Regions from separate parts of the Sus scrofa genome. Here all the other regions are linked to region 3. The links are chromatin contacts, called in public Hi-C maps. All regions are on one chromosome and are shown on one strand. Each heading gives the region's core, a stretch centred on a gene start, on an enhancer-like site or on the middle of the called end of the contact. The rest is flanking DNA. Distances are from core to core; before and after follow the strand shown.

Evidence for each region. Hi-C and Micro-C count contacts between places; a contact is called where the count stands out from the background.
Region 1: a Hi-C map of liver shows a contact between it and region 3, with 4 times the contacts expected there. The contact joins the promoter of PI4K2A here to the promoter of MMS19 in region 3. A contact is called at or near these places in 4 of 47 Hi-C or Micro-C datasets (heart right ventricle, liver and skeletal muscle) and 1 of 2 datasets of contacts at active chromatin or transcription factors (alveolar macrophages).
Region 2: a contact with region 3 is called in a Hi-C map of skeletal muscle, with 6 times the contacts expected there. The contact joins the promoter of RRP12 here to the promoter of MMS19 in region 3. A contact is called at or near these places in 1 of 5 promoter capture datasets (liver), 3 of 47 Hi-C or Micro-C datasets (embryonic fibroblasts, liver and skeletal muscle) and 2 of 2 datasets of contacts at active chromatin or transcription factors (alveolar macrophages and skeletal muscle).

The regions. Positions count from the first base shown.
Region 1 is chr14:109,006,601-109,010,017 of Sscrofa11.1, forward strand. PI4K2A (phosphatidylinositol 4-kinase type 2-alpha) reads left to right here and starts at 1,543. Exons shown (of 9, transcript XM_001929034.6): 1 at 1,543-2,112. The coding sequence starts at 1,678.
Region 2 is chr14:108,803,946-108,807,345 of Sscrofa11.1, forward strand. RRP12 (RRP12-like protein) reads right to left here and starts at 1,568. Exons shown (of 34, transcript XM_021072760.1): 1 at 1,323-1,568; 2 at 556-788. The coding sequence starts at 1,461.
Region 3 is chr14:108,884,679-108,887,970 of Sscrofa11.1, forward strand. MMS19 (MMS19 nucleotide excision repair protein homolog) reads right to left here and starts at 1,909. Exons shown (of 31, transcript XM_013990467.2): 1 at 1,751-1,909. The coding sequence starts at 1,862. It overlaps UBTD1 (ubiquitin domain-containing protein 1), which reads left to right and starts at 856. Exons shown (of 3, transcript XM_021074394.1): 1 at 856-1,504.

The DNA of each region.
Region 1 (3,417 bases), core at 293-2,792, 120 kb after region 3:
CTTCTACCAAGATGTATGCTTGATTGTAGTACCTATTCCTCAAAATCACATATATACTGACCTCCCCTCACCTCTTCAGGACAGTTCTCAGACCTCTCTGAGAGACTGTCCCCCACGTTATAATCCTCAGGTTTGTTTTGAATAAAATATTCCATTTCTTTCTTAGATTGAATACTGACTAATTTTTCATGGGTAACTGTGCCCTCCAGTGACCTAATTACATTCCTCCTTTAAGACAACTCACAGCACACGCTGAACTTGAGGCCCTCGCTGACTCTCCAACCAACCTCCAAGTCACTGAACTTTTAATATGGAGTTTCCAGCTCTCAATATCGGCTCTTTTTCTTCTAGGCCTCAGAGAGCTGTGTGTCTTCAGCTTGTGGGCAGGGACTACATGGTCCTCTTTTCCACTAACAAAAATGTACTGAGCACCCACTGTACATTTAGACACTGAGGTTTTACAGTGATGAAAAAAAGGTCATGGACTCTTTTTTTTTTTCTTTTTGCCTTTTCTAGGGCCGCTCCTGCAGCATATGGAGGTTCCCAGTCTAGGGGTCTAATTGGAGCTGTAGCCACCGGCCTACGCCAGAGCCACAGCAATGAGGGATCCGAGCCGCGTCTTCGACCTACACCACACCTCATGACAATGCCAGATCCTTAACCCACTGAGCAAGGCCAGGGATCGAACCTGCAACCTCATGGTTCCTAGTCGAATTCATTAACCACTGCGCCACGACAGGAACTCCTGGAATTTTTTAGTCTCATGGGACCATACCTTTCTTCAATTAACAAATATGCTCTAGGAGTTCCCACGGTGGCTCAGCGGTCAACGAACCCGACTAGCATTCATGAGGACGCGCGGGTTCGATATCTGGCCTCCATCAGTGGGTTAAGAATCCCGCGCTGTGGTGAGCTGTGGTGTAGGTCGCAGACGCTGCTCGGATCTGGCGTTTCTGCGGCTATGGCGTAGGCCATCGGCTACAGCTCCGATTGGATCCCTAGCCTGGGAACCTCCATATGCTGCGGGGGCAGCCTTCAAAGTACAAAAAGGAAAAAAACCAAAAAAATATGCTCTAAGCATTGGGTCAGGCAGTGTGTAAGCTACATGAAGACTAGAGTTAAAAAAAAAAAAAAAACTTTTTATTTAGGTAGAAATTTTTGTTTCTTTGCTTCTCTTCTGTCTCTCCAGCAAACAGGAGGTGCTCAATACATATTTAATGAATGAGTGCACGATGCAACGACTCCAGATCAAGAGTTCTCCAGTCTCTCAGCTCGTTCATAATAGGCACTCAAGTAGACTGACTGATGAGGTAGGCGGCTTTATTGAAGGTTCCCAAACAGGCGCAGGCAATCGGAAGTTAAGTGCAGAGTAGGATCGAAAAAGCAGAGGGCGTGTCTGACCCGCCGCTGACTCTTGGAGCATGCGCAATCTTCACAGAAGGTGACGGGCGAAAACTGCGGAGGCCGCGATTGCGTAGGCGCTGGTTCTGATTGGTTGCTGTTTGCGCGCGAGGGGTCGTGCCTACTCGTCGCCAAGTAAACAGGGAGGGTGGGGGCGGGGCCAAGAAGCACCGTAATCTGGTTGGCCAGGCGCGGGTTGGGGGGTGTCGCGGATTGGTCCGGGCCGGAGCTCAGCTGTGTGGAGCGCACCGGGTCCCGGAGCCCGCGGCCTGAGGGATGGACGAGACGAGCCCACTAGTGTCCCCCGAGCGGGCCCAACCTCCGGACTACACCTTCCCGTCCAGCTCGGGCGCTCACTTTCCGCAGGTGCCGGGGGGCGCGGTCCGCGTGGCGTCGGCGGCCGGCCCAGCCCCCTCTCCGCCGGGCTCACCAGGCCACGACCGGGAAAGACAGCCACTGCTGGATCGGGCCCGGGGCGCGGCGGCCCAGTGTCAAACCCAAACCGTGGCGGCACAGGCCCAAGCCCTGGCCGCCCAGGCCGCGGCGGCGGCTCATGCCGCGCAGGCCCACCGCGAGCGGAACGAGTTCCCGGAGGACCCCGAGTTCGAGGCGGTGGTGCGGCAGGCCGAGCTAGCCATAGAACGCTGCATCTTCCCCGAGCGCATCTACCAGGGCTCCAGCGGAAGCTACTTCGTCAAAGACCCTCAGGGGGTGAGAGCGGGCTGGGGACCGAGGCCGCGGGCTTCGGGGAGGGTGGGCCTGCCGGGCGAGTTTGAGGCTTCGCACAGCCATAGGGAGAAGGGGGGCTGAAAGGCTGCAAAAGGGATAAACTTCATAGTGCCGAGCCTCTTGGCAGGATTTTGGAGTGCCATTGAGGACTGGAGATGGAGAAGCTCTGCGGAATGAAGAAATAAATCAGAACTTATTTGGTAGGGGAGGAGGGAGCGGAAAATGAAAAGAGGAAATTGACCAGATACAGGCGAAGGGCCCGGCAGTGTGGTGGGGCAATCGGCCTCTGGACAGAAACGCGGGGAAATGCTGCTTTCTACTAGGTTCCTGAGCTTTAAACTATAGAGACTGCTATTTGTCCACTGACTTAACAAATTTAAGCCCGTTCTCTCTTTATGGACAGAACCAGTGTTGTCGCTGTGCATTGAGGAGAATGGGTGACCCATAAGGGGCTCTGAGGGTTCTTTTCCATCTTTCTGTGCTGTGGAGATGTCTCCTGCTACCGTCCCAGGTCTCTTATTGGCAGACGTTGGTGATAGAGTGGGTGGATTCACCAGTTTCATATGTACTGATCATTGCTCACTTCTGTGAAATTGTTCAAATCCTCTTTTATGGTTCCTCAGTTTAGAATGTGAAGTTTGAGAAACATGGGACTATCAACTACCTTTTAACCTTCACTTTTTACCTAGGACACTCAGAAGTTTGCTTTTTTCAGGAAGGCGAAGTGTTTGGCTGACCTCTGTTTTATCACTGGCATGTATTTAAAGGAGGTTGGGGATGGGAAGGAATGGGGCATGAAGCGATCAGGGCAGCTGACAAGTGACTTTTATACTTTTGATAATTGCAGAAGAATTTAAGGCATTTAGATCAAACTAGAGGTATCTTTGGAATATCAGTGAGTCAAAAAAATATCAAGTCTTCCCTGTTAAAGTTCTCGGCTGGACCAGTATGGTTTATTGGAAAAATATATTATTGTTATAGTTATTAGAAGGGTGGGTATCAGAGCTCTCTTAAATTTCCCCTGTGTGTCAGATGGGTGGTGCTGAGTGGCCAGGATGGATGGTCACTTTGCAGCTCTTGGTTAGGTTCATTGAAGGGTCCGATTATTCTCCCAGATGTTGCCCCTGAATTACCATCAAGAACCAGAGAGCAAATCTGCTCTCAACTCAATTAACATAAACTGAGATGGGGGAAAGCTTTGAGAGTAAAATCTTTCCAAGTCCCTTAAATGAGAGAGCAGTGAGTTAAATTGAAAGCTCAAAGGGGAACTGTCACTTCTAGAAAGAA
Region 2 (3,400 bases), core at 318-2,817, 81 kb before region 3:
CTATGGCTCTGGCGTAGGCCGGTGGCTACAGCTCCGATTCCACCCCTAGCCTGGGAACCTCCATATGCCGCAGGAGCGGCCCAAGAAATGGCAAAAAGACAAAAAAAAAAAGAAGTAGTGGAAACTGGGAGTTCCTGTCATGGCTCAATGGTTAACAAACCCGACTAGCATCCATGAGGACTCGGGTTCGATCCCTGGTCCTGCTCAGTGGGTTATGGATCCAGCACTGCTGTGAGCTGTGGTGTAGATCACAGAGGCAGCTTGGATCTGGCATTGCTGTGGCTGTGGCTGTGGCTGTGGCGTAGGCCGGCGGCTACAGCCCTGGTTGGACCCCTAGCCTGGGAACCTCCATATGCCACTGGTGCGGCCCTAAAAAGATAAAAGACGGGTGGGAAAAAAAAAAAAAAAAAGTAGTGGAAACTGCCCCAGAAGAAGAAATGAGTAGAGGACAAAAAGGGCAGGACACAATATCCATAGATTCCAGCTGCTGTCACCAATCAACAGTCCAACTGGCCCCCCTCACTAGCCTCCTGCTGCCCTGACCCTCCCCCTTACCTCCTTGTGGGCAGCCGAGTTAGACTCCCAGAAGCGCTGCACTTTGCTGAAGGTGACATTTGTGCAGTCGGAGAGGCCACTCAGGAAGGTGCCTGAAGATTTCTCTGTGAGAGCCGGGGCCACCTCTTCTTCTTCCATGACTGTCTCAGGGGCTTCACTTTTGCCCAGGCGCAGAGACCCTGACTGCATCTCATTATGCAACTTCACTGCATCAACTGTCAGGTTGCTCTTTCCTGAGAACCGGGGGCATAGGGTAAGGCCCTTATTTTAACCCAAGCCGCCTTTTGGCCAAGAGAACAAGAACCCTAGGAAACAAACCTGTGGAGTCCAGGCCCCCAACCCGAGAGGCTAAATTCCGAACGCGGTCTGCCTCATTATCCCATTGTACACCTAGAACTTAACTCAGAAAGGGAACCCTCCAGGTAAAAGTTTCGCCGGTAGGAGTCAGCTAGGGGCTGCGGCGAGGGGCTTGGTTGAGAGATTAAGATGAAAGCGACTCGCAAAGAGTCACTAAGGTTAATTCCAGCCGAGAGTACTGACTATGATACTCCTGGTACCCTAGCCAAGTCATTTCCCTCCTGTGGACTCAGTTTCTGCATCTGTTAAATGGGGAAGGTGGACCTTTACAGCAGGCTCCAGATTGAACATTTTAAGAGAGGAAAGGCCGATGGTTGCTCCCCAAAGCCTCCAGAAGGCTCAGATCCATCAGGATCCAGCCCCGCCCAGAACCCCTCCGCCCGCAATGCCTTGGGTTGTCACCCTGCTACCTGAGGGCGGACTGAAGAAGCGGCTGCGGGCGGCCTGGCGGTGACGGCAGATGGCAGGGTTGCTTTCGCTGCTATGGCCTTTCTTCCAGCGCTTCAACTTGGCCGAGACGCCGGAGCGCAACTTCCCCGAGCGACCCATGTCGACTAAGCCGAGAGTGACTTTAAAGGACTAAGTTCCAGGGACCTAGAAACACGCGCAGGACCCACGTGGGTCCGCAGCCCACTTCACTTCCTCTTCCTCTGGCGTAACTTCCGCATTCGCGTCCGTCACCATGGCAAGAGCATCAACATCCGGTTTCACCTAGCGTCCAGGTTCTGATAGGGAGGGGCTCCTGAGAGATCTGCTTCTAGGGAGGAAGTTTTGGTGCTGCCGAGTCTCTAGGGCTCTTAGTCCAAGGCTTCGGTTCTTGGCTACAGAGGAGTGTCCTAAAACTGGAATTCCTTTGCAGGTTAAAGAAACATCGGAGGTCCCTGCTGGCCTCGCGGTTAAGGATCCTGCAATTGTCACTGCTGTGGCTCAGGTCGCTGCTGTGGCTTGGGTTCAATCCCTGGCCTGGAAGACGTGGCCAAAAAAAAGAAAAAGCAACCAGTGATGCTCCAAACTGGAGTTCCCTCGCGGCTCAGCGGGTTAAGGAACTGGGGTTGCCGCTGCTGTGGCTGCATGCCACAGTTGGGGCCAAAAAGAAAAGAAAAAAATAGCTTAGCTATTTTCATTTAATAATGGAGATATCCACTTGCTAAACCACCCCTGGCCTTATGATAGCACTCAAATCCCCCTAAATTAATCTCTTCTAATTCCACTTCAAAACCAGAAACCAATCCAGAACTGATTCCCACTCTCCTGATTCCCTCCCACAAATCCTTTATCTAGAGCCAAACTTTACAAAAGACCTTCCCTCCCTTCTCTTGCAGGGCAGAATTTCAAGATTCCTCTGGAATTCCCTCCCTCATTTCAAATCAATAAATCTAATTTTGTCAGACATTTGATCCTGGAGCTTTTGGCTGATTAGGTTCTAAATATCTGTCAACTTTAAAAAATTGCACAGGATCCCCGCTGTGGCACAATGGGATTGTGACATCTTGGGAGCAATGGGTCCAGTGTTCCATACCCAGCCCAGCATAGTGGGTTAAGGATCCAGCATTGCCATAGCTTTGGCTTAGGTCAAGACTGTGGCTCGGATCTGATCCCTGGCTCGGGAGCTCCATATGCCATGGGGCAGCTGACAATGAAAAAAATAAAAAATAAAAATAAAGATGAAAAAATTGCACAACCTGAAGTTTTATTTGGGGCAAAATTAGGACTTAAGCCTGGCAGACAGCATCTCAGGTAGCCTTGAGAAAACTGCTCCCAGGAGGTGAGAGGGGACCTGGGATATATATACAAGTTTTTGCAACAAAGGGAAGGTAGTAGGAACAAAAGATTTACAGAAAATATTTACAGAAAATCAGTTTCTCTGGGAAGATGTAAAGGTCTGGGCTTACTGAAATCACTCCTTTGATAGGCACCTCCGCTATGGGCCAGTCTTCTTTGTTTCTTTCCTGAGTGCTCTCAGGGCTCACCAGCTCACCCTTGGGAGTGGCTGCACTCAGAGGTGACCTTGACATCTTTTGTTTTGTCCACTTCACTATAGCCCAGGAGGCAGTATTTCAGACAGCTCTGGTGCTCCAAAGAGGAAAGGGGAAATATCAAGGTATAAGTGATAAAGGGGAAGGGGAAGTGGACACAGCCAAGCATGCATTTACAGACATTTTGCTGCTGATCTCGTCATCATGAAGGATCTTAGTGTTTTTCTAGATATGAGGAGAGGCAAGAATTGGGCTCATAGGAGTTCCCAGGTGGCACAGCAGAAACGAATCCGATTAGTAATCATGAGGTTTCGGGTTCGATCCCTGGCCTCACTCAGTGGGTTAAGGATCCGGCGTTGCCGTAAACTGTGGTGTCGGTCGCAGACCCAGTTCGGATCCCGAGTTTCTGTGGCTATGGTGTAGGCTGGCAGCTGTGACTCTAATTGAACCCTTAGCCTGGGAACCTCCTTATGCTGCAGGTTTGGCCCTAAAAGCAAGCAAGCAAGCAAGCA
Region 3 (3,292 bases), core at 659-3,158:
CCTTATGAAATTATTTAAACTTTGCTGTATGAAATTTTTCATAATACAACACTGGGGAAAATGACATTGATAATACACTGCCATTGTTAATTGGAAGCACTGAAAACACACTATACTGCATAAAGCTGTAAGAGGTTAAGCTTAGCGGAATGGCTATATCAGGCATTTGCTCCTTGCTGGTTCCACGTCATATTGTACATACCTCTTACGGCCCTTTTCGTAGCGTAGCATACTACCTGTCCAAATGATTGTTTCTCCCACCACACTATAAGTTCCTGGCAGGCAGAGATCTCATCTAATTGATATTTATGTTCCTACTGCTTAGCACTGCGTTTGAAGAATAATGTGTTCAATAATGGTGCTAAGACTGAAAGTAGAATATTGCCATAATGTATAATACTTTTTTGTGTGTGTGTCTTTCTGCCATTTCTTGGGCTGCTCCAGCGGCATATGGAGGTTCCCAGGCTAGGGGTCTAATCGGAACTGTAGCCACCGGCCTACGCCAGAGCCACAGCAACGCAGGATCCGAGCGTGTCTGTGACCTACACCATAGCTCACGGCAACGCAGGATCCTTAACCCACTGAGCAAGGCCAGGGATCCAACCCGCAACCTCATAGTTCCTAGTCGGATTCGTTAACCACTGCGTAAGGACGGGAACTCCTTTTTTTTTTTTTTTTTGGCTAAGCAGGCAGCACGTGGAAGTTCCCCCGCCAGGGATCGAACCAGTGCCACACTCAAGCCATGGCAGCGACAACACCAGATCCTTAACCTCCTGAGCCACCAGGAACTCCCAAAGTATTATACTTCTGACAGGTTCACTTTATTCATTTCCCACATATTTTAAAAGCAAGTGTGTTCACTTTTCAAGAGAAATGTATCCTTTACTTCTCCCCAAACACGCGCAATTTCCAAAAATAAAGACAAAACTTATCTGTACTGACAAGATTATTTTGTATTCTATTACATAGACACAAGGTCCGAAGGCCTCCTAACATTCAATAACTTTTTAGATTTTTCTTTTTCTAAAAGAGTGAAGTCTCAGAATTTCAAGGAAATCTGTCATTTGCTCCGCTCAAATTTTAGATAAGCTGTCAGAACTAAGAGATCCCTAAACTGGTGAAAAGCAGGAAATTGGAGTTCTGGGAAAAATATAAAAACACACACCACATAAAAAAGGCACGAAGCAAATTAATCAAGAACTTGAACAAGAATGGGGGGAAGAGATACGCAGAACATCTCAAACTCCCCCTAGGCTGGTTTCTCTCCTCCTCTCTCCAATTAATTACAGCCAGTCAGAGATTGGGTCGCGCGGCCACTCCCAACATGCCACGCGACTGGAGCTGATGCTGCCGAAGATGCTTCTCGTCACATCAACTTCCTCGAAACAACGTGCTTTCGCGGAGTGAGCACCTGATTCTGAACTGGAGGACCTGCGTCCAAGTCCCAACTCCCCCAGGAAGCCTCTGGCCCTCTCTGGGCCTCAGTTTCCACACCTGCGAAATGGTAATGATTTTCCTAACCCAGGCCGGTGCACAGGGTGGCTATAAACCAAAACGAGGGTCATAAGGGCGCTTTAAGGAAGACTGCAAGCGACTCGCAATTTGTTATGGTTCTTAAGCACGCGGTGCTCACAACCAGCCCGGGACCAATCTCTCAAAGTCACCGCTCCCTTCCCGCCCGGCGCCCGTGCTGAGGCCGCTCCCTCCTGGAGGCCCCCAAGCGGAAGCCGCGCGGCGCCGTCTGCCGTACCTGCAGCCACTTGGTCTGCGGGGCCCTCCTGCTGACCCATGACGAAGTCTTGCACGAGGCCCCACAGGGCGCCCGTAGGCGCGACCGCCTCCAGAGCGGTGGCGGCGGCCATGACGCGAACTGGAGACGGTGGGAGGGGAAATGGGCGGTGGCACGGGATGGGCCTCTCAGCGCACGCGCCTCCTGAGCCAATCGCCTGGCGAAGGCTGAGGGGGCGGGGCGCTCCCTGGATCACGTGCCTGCCGGCTCCAGGCCAGGCAGTTCCAGGGTGGGATGGGACGGCCCCTCCCCAAGGGGCGGGGCCCGGAGTCGGGGCGGTGGCTCAGGGAGCGAAGGCGGCTGCTGGGCACGCAGCCGGGGGCCATTGAGGGCGAATAATTCCCGGCCCAGCTTCCCGGGAGACCCGCGGCGGGGCGGGCACCTGTCTGGGTGGGGCCGAGGGGCGGTACGCACCCTGGGGGGAACCAATGAGAAAACCAGGCCCGGCCCGAGGGGGCGGTGCCGTCGGTCACATGCGCACCTGGGGCGGGCGGCGGCGGCGGCGCGGGCACCGCGAGCCGGCGGCAGGGAGCAGGGCTGGGCTGGGGCGGGGTTAGGCAGGTGAGTGACAGGCTCCGGGGGGCCGGCCCCAGCTGGGAGCCCCGAGCGAGCCGGGAGTAACAGCGGCGGTGCCCGCCCCCTCTCTCCGCCCCTTCAGCGGAGCTGGTCTCCAGCCGGGCACCGTCGCGGGCCCCCCTGGCCCGGCCACCTGGGACTGTGTTGGGGAGTCGGCCACCTCCCTCTTTCTCCTTGCCCGCAAAGTTTGTGGCGAAGCCGGCGCTGGGGTAGAGCGCGCCGCAGGGGGGAGATCGGGAAGCGCCCGATGCCGGGCGGTCGGAGCCGTTGACCTGGGACGCCGCCGTCCGGGGCAGGACCGCGGAGCAGCGGACCATCCCGTCGCCTTCGGTGCATGGGGCCCGGCTGAAGAGCCAGCATGGGCAACTGTGTGGGGAGACAGCGCCGGGAGAGGCCGACCGCCCCGGGACACCCCCGCAAGCGAGCAGGTAACGACCGGGAAGGGAGCAGGGCCACCGGCGCCCAGCCAGTTGTCCGCCTTCTTGCGCGAGAACTGGGCTTCCTGAGCTACCTCCCACGGCTCCTGGCGCCTAGGTTTCCCTGATGGCTGCTTCCGAGGCAGACGGGGGTCCCCTTCCCCGGCCCCAGTGGCCGGGGGAGCCGACTTGTGGCAACTGCGAGCGCTGACCCGGCTGCGAGCCCAACTCGCTCCAACTGGGAAGCTCCGGGTGGGGGTGGGGGCGGGAGCAGGAAATGTTTGCAGACCGCAGCGGGGCCGGCGGAGGGGAGGAGGGCCCCAGGCCGGGGCGCCGCTGGCCTGGCAGCGGGGCCGGGGTCGGACGCCCGCCCGTCGGGGCACGGCGCGGGTGGCCAGTCGTCCCAGAACTCGAAGCGAGCGAGATGAGAACAGGCGCTCCTTCCAAAGACTGTGTCATTATCGGGCTGCAGATCGTGCCTGCCGGAATCCGACTTGCAAAAGCAGCGCAG